Regions from separate parts of the Zea mays genome. Here region 1 is linked to region 2. A link is a contact called in public Hi-C data. All regions are on one chromosome and are shown on one strand. The core of a region is the stretch at or near the end of the contact, and the rest is flanking DNA. Distances in the headings are between cores, read along the strand shown. Region 1 holds the start of LOC100502357 (basic leucine-zipper 52). Region 2 holds the start of LOC100277855.

The links. A called contact is a pair of places that touch in the nucleus more often than the background predicts.
Region 1: a contact with region 2 is called in a Hi-C map of leaf, with 6 times the contacts expected there. The contact joins the promoter of LOC100502357 here to the promoter of LOC100277855 in region 2. A contact is called at or near these places in 3 of 25 Hi-C or Micro-C datasets (bundle sheath and leaf).

The regions. Positions count from the first base shown.
Region 1 is chr2:223,779,412-223,783,637 of Zm-B73-REFERENCE-NAM-5.0, reverse strand. It overlaps LOC100502357 (basic leucine-zipper 52), which reads left to right and starts at 2,094. Exons shown (of 4, transcript NM_001196835.1): 1 at 2,094-2,730. The coding sequence starts at 2,225. LOC100216901 reads left to right here. Exons shown (of 12, transcript NM_001359517.1): 11 at 37-104; 12 at 563-1,680. The coding sequence ends at 1,389.
Region 2 is chr2:223,601,364-223,606,002 of Zm-B73-REFERENCE-NAM-5.0, reverse strand. LOC100277855 reads right to left here and starts at 2,129. Exons shown (of 2, transcript NM_001151315.1): 1 at 1,870-2,129; 2 at 1-1,654. The coding sequence starts at 2,070. The coding sequence ends at 191.

The sequences.
Region 1 (4,226 bases), core at 845-3,344, 180 kb before region 2:
CTTATTCTCATTGTACTTTAAATTCAACTGTTGCAGCTGCTCCTGCTCTGCGCCTGAAGAGTTGACCCCAAGAGAGTTGCAAAGTGTTCTGCAGCAGTATGAAGGTACGATTTACATATGTTTACTGACCTTGATAACAAAATTTTCAAACACAGTGGTAGGACCTCCAGTGGGAGGCTGCCGGTCAGGGTTCAACCCTGGATTGCATGAAAAAAAGGCCCCTTGCTGTCTGGGGTAGCCAGCTTTCGGTATCTTTTCTCAAACCTTCAGTTTGAGTAATTTTCTGCAATGCCTCAGGGGAGGTCTTTTTCCACTAGGGCAATCTTCTTTATATTACAACAAAATTTCAAGATGCCGATGTGCCATATAAGGAAGGGCACTGGGATAGCTTACCTGACCTTTGTTTGAAATGGGAACTCTGTGCAATGATTCATAACTCTTTGCCATACCGATCTAACAGTCCATTGGTTTGAGAGGAAGTGAGGCATGATGTATTTTGATAAGTCAACTTCGTCAGGACTTTGTAGAGGGGAGGAGCTCATACAATGCATGTATATTGCAGAAATGAGGAGGCGAAAGGGCAGTTATGGTCTGAAGCTGAACGTCGCTGAAATGGATGCATCCAGCCTTGATGCTTTCGCCACCGCCGCAGTATTTGGCGAAGTCGGGAACCAAGGCAGCGCCTCAGTGGCGACAACCACAAAGCACCCCCGACATCGCCCTGGCTGCACATGCATCGTGTGCATCCAGCCGCCCAGCGGCAAGGGCCCGAAGCACAGCCCCGCGTGCACCTGCAACGTGTGCATGACGGTCAGGCGCCGGTTCAAGACGCTGATGATGAGGAAGAAGCAGCGGCAGTCGGAGCGCGAGGAGGCGGAGGCCGGCAAGAAGATCGCATGGGTGAACAGAGACGAGCCTGAGGGGAGCAGCCTGTCGAGATCCCCGCAGACGCTTGACAGCACCCGAGACAACAGTGATGTGACGGCGACCATGTTGGACAAGGTGTCCGACGTGAACAAGCAGGGGCACATCGACGTCGACCTCAACCTCCACCCTGCTGCCCCTGCCGTCCAGGCTGCGCAGCAGCAGCCCCGGCCGGTGAGCATGATGGGTCTCTTGGAAGTGGCGGGCCGGCCGCTTGACAACTACATGAAGCAGAATGGCCTGACGAGCCTGGTGGGGGAGCAAGGTGGTGGCAGCTCCAGCACGGCCACGGTCCCTCCTCCGGCTCTGGTGGAGAGTGAGGAGCGGACGTCCAACGAGGGCCTCGTCCCATCAGCATCGGCAGAGCGGGAACCGAACGCCATGGCCGTCGACGAGGCTGGCGAGAACCAGCAGGACAAGGCTGCCGACGACGACGACGACGCCGTCGCTGCCGCCGCTACTTGACGTGATTTTTTTTCATGGAGCTGCTTCTCCTGGAGGCTGGGAGTAACTTACGTGTACGTATGAGGCTTGTGTTGGTTGGTGTTGTAATCTGACGCTTAAACATTGGCTTCAATAACTCATACAGAGTGAGAACCTGAAAGTATCAGTCTAGAGCAAGTTCTTTTTACTGGTGCTGAAAGTATCAGTCTTGCGCAACCCAAAAGGAGGAAACAAAAATTTTAGACCCTCCAAAATTGTACTCCCCTTTGGTATGTACAATCTGAAGTGGTAACAAAAATGCACTACTTTTTTCTAATAGAACTCCGATCCAAGACATGCTTGTTTTTTGTTTAGGAAAAAAGGCTAGGTTCACCTGATTGTTTCTGATCTTCTTCCATGTAATATTTTAACACATTTTTCTTTCGAACAAAATATAACTCAGCTGTTTCAAAACCGTCAAAAAAAAACAACTTATGATTAGCTGCTCCTTTTTTTACTGCTCCAAGGCTGGCCTGTGAGCAACATTGCACCCCCACCACAGGTCAGGTTCATCCAGCCCATTTATTATTCTAAAAAAAAACTCTACTCCAAAAGATGTGTCCAGCCCAGTGAAGCCCGAAAGGAAAGAAGCCAGCCGCTCCCGTGGGCGACGACATGGTCCTGTGTCCGTGTGAGGTACACATGACTACGGGGGCCCCACCTCCTTCGTTCCCAATCCCAGATCCCGCACTCTCTTTCAGAACCCAACACGCCACTGCCTAGCTAGTAGCTAGCAGAGCAGCTAGCCAAGCAACCCAGCCGAGTAGCCGACCAGAGAGAGCGAGAGAGGCAGAGAGGAGCGGACCTGCCCGTCGCAATGGCGATGCCGCCGAAGCCCGGCGACCCGCCGCAGCGCTCGCCTGCGCGGAGCCCCAACCTCAACCTGCCCTGCCCGCTGCCGCCGGTCCCGGGCGGGCCGCCTGCGCCGTCGGCCGCCGGGTTGCCCCCGCCGCGCGCGAGTCACCACCGCCGCGCCAGATCTGAGGTGGCCTTTCGCTTCTCGGACGACCTGGCCGGCGGCGTGGGCGGCGGCTTCGACGAGATCGGCTCCGAGGACGACCTCTTCTCCACCTTCATGGACATGGACAAGATCGCCGGCGCCGACCGCGACCGTGCCGCCGAGACCTCCTCGCCGCCGCGCCCAGCCAAGCACCGCCACAGCGCCTCCTTTGACGGCTTCGGGATGGGGGCTGCCGCCGGTGGCCTGGCCGGGCAGCAGGACGGCGGCGGAGGCATGTTTGGAGAGGTGATGGAGGCCAAGAAGGCCATGTCTTCCGAGCAGCTTGCCGAGCTCGCTGCCATCGACCCCAAGCGCGCCAAAAGGTGACGCCTTTAGCCCTTTACCATACTTCCATTGCCACCGTCCTCGCATTCTGGCACTACTAGGTACCACTGCACTGGTAGTTGCTTGGTTGGTAGGGTTGCAGGTGAGATTATTCCTACTTTTTGTGATCTATATCGATGAAAAAGACGCATAATGCTTAATAACTTTTGATATTACGTGCATCAAAATGAAAAAAGAAGCATCGCCACCTGTAAGTCTTGCCAACTACTTGAGACGTCATCTGTAATCATCTGGATAATGAAAGGCAGCTTATTGGATAGGGTTGCAGCAAGGTGACCAACTGAATTGGATAGCTAGTTCGTCCTTGTCGCGTACTAGGTTTCTTTCCAAGTGAAAGCAAGCACCCATAAAAGTTAGGATTTATTGTATGCATGACACCTAACTTTTACAAAATTAGACGTCTAATTCATTTTGACTCCATGGAGTGGCATGGAAATGAACTAGTTTCTATTTTTTTTTTTCAAAATTTTGAGTGGCATGTTTCCAACTGACCCTAGAAGTTATTGAGATGTCATTTTTTTGTTTCGTTAGTTAGTGTCTTAATCGAAGGGAAGGCCTGGTGGGTGCAGTGGTGAGAGCTGTCTCACTAAATCACCAGGTCGCAGGTTTGAAGCAACCTCTCCACATCTATTAGGGCTGGAAAGTGGAAACGAGACGAGCCGAGCCGAGCTCAAGAATCAGGCTCGGCTCGAAGTTGGCTCGCGAGCCGCACCGCACCTTGGTAATATTATTGCATTATAAAATAAATTAAAAATATATAAATGTGGAATATAAAATCATAATTCAATATCATGAGTAGTTTAACTTATGAATTGTCATATATTCATCATAAAAAGCTAAGAAATGAGTCTATTATCTATAGAATTATACAATGTCTATTGTTATTTTGCAAATTGATTAATTTGGCATAGCTCGTGAGCCTAAACGAGCCAGCTCGGCTCGCTGCTCTAACGAGCTCAAAAAATAGGCTCGGCTCGCGAGCCGCTCTTAGCTCGAGCTAGCTCGCGAACCTCGAGCTTTTTTCCAGCCCTAGCATCTATAGTGAAGTCTTGCCTCGGTTTATCACTCATGTGTGGTTTATCACTTTATCCCTTCTCTAGACCCCACTTATGTGGGACCCTCTGGCACTAGGTCTGCCCCCATTTTAGTTAGTGCCTTAGTTTGTAAAGGTGTCTCATGTTGTTTAGTCTCAAATAAGCAGAAGGTTGAAGTCGAAATTGGCGGGATAATGTCATCGACGTGAATTGCTTTTGTGGCATTTTCTCCATGTTGTACACACGTCTTGGTACTTAAAGCTGCTTTTGGTCATTTAGTCTTAAATAAATAGAGATGAACGTAAAAAAGGCAGGGCACAACATCTATTTGCTTTGTTGCAATGTTTTCCTCGCTGGGCACTCCGCGTTATCTAGATTCCTTTCAATATTCTCAATAAGTTAGTGTGGCATACTTCTAATTGGTTCTTTCTAGCTCAAAA
Region 2 (4,639 bases), core at 880-3,379:
GAAATAACCACTAGACAGAAATATCAGCTACAACTTACTAGCCTGCTATGGAAAAACCAATGATCTAGGCACCTATCAACGACACATACTAGTAAATTACAAGAACAGTAACACTAGGGTCTGAGTTAACAGCTAGCAAGGTAGACTACAATGCTTCTCTTTTCCCAGCCCAAGTTGGCTTCAGCAGTTTCTAATGCGATCCCTTTTCCTTCTTCCTCTTGGCCTGTCTCGCCAAGAAAATAGAGAGTCCTGTAAAGGCAAACTTCTTCCTCTTCCCTGGGAATTTCTTCTGAGCAGTTGCATCGCTGCTATACACGACTGCATGCCTGCGGTTCAGGATATGTCCGAGCGACATAGTAGAAGCTTCGCTTGCGTCGTCCCAGACGCTTTTGTCATACCCATCTGGTCCCATTAGCTTCATACTCAGTATCTGCCCTATTGACAACGTTGGTTTCAAGGGACCCTTTGAAACACCGACGATATCCATATTCTGAGAATCTCTGGAACGGGGAGCTGGATGTTTGAACCTGGGAGGGTCATGGACCGACCTCCTCCTGTGTCCAGTCGTGGATCGACATCTGCGAAGAGCCTCTTCTACTGCGCTCTTCCCTCGGTTAGCAGCATCCACCCTCTTCTGGGCATCCTGTAGCGCCTTCTTACATTCCTCAACCTGTAATCGAGCTTCCTCCAGCTTTCTGAGGGAGTCAGATTCTGTCCTGTTAGCTTCATCTACCTGCACCATTGCAGCATCGATTTTCTTTCTTGAGCGTTCATCAGCCTCCTGAGCTTTGGCAGCAAGCTCAGAGTACTCTTCCAATGAAAGGCTCACATCTTCCATGCCCTGAAGATCCTCAACTGAAGCTTCATTGCGTAGTAGGATCTTGATTTCAGCAAGGGCAAGAGCTTCTGCTGCCCTTGCCGCCTCTTCTATCTTCCTGGCTGCACGGCACCTCACCTCAGCAGTGCCGATGCTAGCTCTCATCTGCTCAATTTCGGCAGACAGCATAGCAGCTTCCGATTTGGCAGCACTCGCTGCATTCCTGAGCTGCTCTAGCTCAGATGTCATCTTCTTGATCTCTATGAAGATGTCCGATTGATCGTCACGCCTCCTCTGCAGATCCCGCAGCGTCTGCAGCTTCTGTGCAGTCCGGTTCAGCTCATCCTCCAGAGAAGCAATCAGTGTCGTGTTGGCACATACCTTCTCTCGGCTTCTCTCCACCAAGATTCTCTCTTTCGCAATGTCGTTCCGCAGCGACTCGACGGAGGCCCTTATAGCTGCAAGATCACTCGTGGTCCTGTTTAGATTGGCTTTTGCCTGCTCAAGGCCCTTCAGCACTGAAGTACCAGGAGACTGGTGCAGCTGCACATGAAGCGCGCCCATAACCACATCAGTTTCAGCATTCTCAGGCTGCACTTCTGCAACCTCTTCAGCGGCAGTGGGCAGCTCGGCTTGACCCCGAACACTCTCTTCAGGGATGCAAAATGCACCGGCACCTTCGTTCTGTATCTTTAGCTTCAAATCTGCGACCACCTTCTTGGTGGACTCCAACTCTTTGAGCACATCAAGCGTCTCCCTTTCCTTGACGCCGAGCTCCTTCTCTAGCTGCGCGGTCTGCTCCTCCAGATCGGCCAGTTCGTCGCCCCCCTCCTGCTTCTGCAGCAGAAGGTAGTAGGAGAAAGCACATATCAACGCGAAATTTACCTATCCGCCGTGTTCCCCACAAATCTAGGAACCACAGACGACACAATCGAGCGGCGAACCAACCAAAAGCACGACACAACACACCACACGCAAGATTCTACCAGAGGTAGGTATCCAAGACACAACATTTGGGGCGGCGGCGCCGGGCGAGGGCACAGATTGGCTACCTTTGGGCTCGGGGGCAGCGCGAACATACGCTTGATGAGGTCGGAGCTCCAGGCGGCGCTGCCGCCGAAGCGGTCGACGGCCTCGCGCACCGACTTGAAGGGCGTCGAGGTGTCGACCTCCGCCCTGCCTTGCAGGCCGGCGGCGGCGGAGGCGCCGGGTGGGGCGAGTTCTTGCGCCTCGGCCTCGCCGGCGTCGTTCATGGGGACTCGTGCCCCTCTCTTCTTTCTTGGGTTCCGTCCGTGGGGTTTTGGTTGGGGTGGGCGAGGACGACCAACGACAGAGAGAGCCAAAGGAATCGAAGGCAGTGGAAGCGAGCACGGCGGGGTTCGGTTCGGTTCGGTTCAGAGCTGGGTTTTGGATGGATTTCTATTTTTTATTTTTTATCGCCATGGGTGGGAGCTGGGAGATTGACATTGTTGACCCGGCCTCTAGTACTAGTACAGCAAAATCGCATAGCCGTTTGCCGTTTGGGAGCCGTTGGCGCGTTGCTCGTGCTCCGTCACCTCTCATGCGTCTCTGCACTTGCAGGCTTTTCCTTGCCTTTTGGCCTTTTGCTACAGACAACAAATGCGACCTTTGAAATTGGACTTTGCATTGGAGTATTATACTACTGTGTCAGTAAAAAAACAAATCATGCCTCCTCAAGTAGTTAAACGGTTCATGGTTGACTAGGTCTATTAAAAATATTAATATTTATAATAATATAACACCGAATAAGCATTATTAAATTATTATTAAATATAGTAGCATAGTACTCCTAAAAAGGTCATACGTGTTAATACTATTTTTTATCATATTAGGGGGCACTCGAACTAATAGTTAGTTGCCTAAAAATGATTAGTGAAATTAGCTAGCTAAAAAATAACTACCTAACTATTAACTAATTTACCAAAAATAGCTAATAGCTGAATTATTAGTTAGGATGTTTGGATGTCTCAACTAATTTTAGCCACTAAGAGTAACTTCAGTAGTTCTCTAAAAGACTTCCTAAATCAATAATTTAGGTAGTTAATATGAAAACTATTCTCCAACAGATGTCTAAATGAACTTTCTAATTTTAACAACTTGTCATCTAACCTCATTTTCTCTCTACATTTGGCAACCATTTAACAACTCCCTAAACAAAAATGTTGACTGCATTATATAGTTTTTGTGACTTATTTTTTATGTGGATAGATACAAAACAAAATTACAACTTATATTTAGAGAACTATTGGAGAACTCATATTCTTTTACTCCAAAAGCCATTTAGCAACTTCTTAAATCTGTGATTTAGAGAGCTAAAATTTACATAACTATTGGAGTTGCTCTAACTATTAGCTCTAGTGCATTCAAACACTCCCTTAGTCAAACTTAAAGACGTATAGTTGTATAGATGACTCAATATAAACTTAGAACTGTATCCTTTGAGATGGTGGTAGTAATTGTACTCTCTTAGTAGTTCTAAAAGATATTGAAAATTGGCAATATTTGTGGAAAGCCATGCATTTGTATATTGGCAATATGTCATCCGTAGATCTCGCTAGCAACAGAAAGGTCGAAATAGTCTTAGCTGATGCTAGCCTTGTACCCTAGGCCTCGCACGCCCGAGGGGCCATGTTTAGCTCTAGCTAAGTCCAGGGCCTTTAAGACTAAGGACCAAAACCTAAGGCCCTCTTGTCCCTAGGCTCTCCTAGCCTTCAACGCCCTCCACGCCGAGGAACTAGAACCCTGGACCTTCTCAGCCTCGGGGACTCTCCTAACCTTCAGAGTCCTCTATGTTAGGGGATTAGATTCAGGGGAACACTAGGTCGGGGACCAAGCATCCTGCTTGACCAAGTCTGGGTGCTCCAACATGCGAAGATATACAACAAGACTTCTTGGCAAAGATGTCTAGTGCTGGAATGGCTTGGGCAAGGACATCTCTAAGGTTGGAAAACCCTAGGCAATACAACTCTCATGCCATGTGTGTCTCTGCTCAGGATGGTTATGCGCACCTCTATTCAAGGTTATAAGCTAGGGTGAAAAACTTTTTGTGATAGTATAGAAAACACTCCAACGAATAAGGGGTGAAGTAGGCTATCTGATAGAACTTAATCGTTAAAAGAAATTTTAAATAAGCCTAGTTCACCGCCATCTTGGGCACTTGATCTTTTCAACATTATATCTAATACACCTTGCAATTATTAATTGCTTCACTTTTAGTATTTCAAGCTCTTTTAATTAACAGTAAGGTGCGACATCCTAGTTATGTGATTCTTGTTGGTTGGATCATAACATGATATCTGTAACTTCATCCTATGGTTTAGTTGTACTAGTGGAGTCATGGATTGTGACTCTAGGGACCTTCCTACCACCCTCAAGTTAGTGCTACCATGGTCAAGTGAGCAACATGTGGTACTAGTTGGACAACGAGGGTGAAGTCCTCACCTATTGTATAAATTCTTTATAAGTTAAAATTGTTGTAGCTCTTAGTTGGATCATAAATTTCTTGAAAATATTTATGTTCTACATCTTCATTGTCTAAAGTTCAATGTTGTAGTCGAATTTCATTTCTTTAGGAGTATTTTGTTCGTTTCCATTGTTCTCTTTGTCTTCTACTATGTTTATTGCATCTGCTATTCTTTGGTAGTCTCTCAAGAAGCTTATGGTGTTGAATGAAGGTCCTACATTATACTCGAACCTTCCATTTGCACTCTCAATTCTAATTGTGTCCTATATAAATGGGAAGAAATCATTTTGAAGTGCATTAGTATGAACCTTTTTCCCTCATTTACAACATCTTATCGA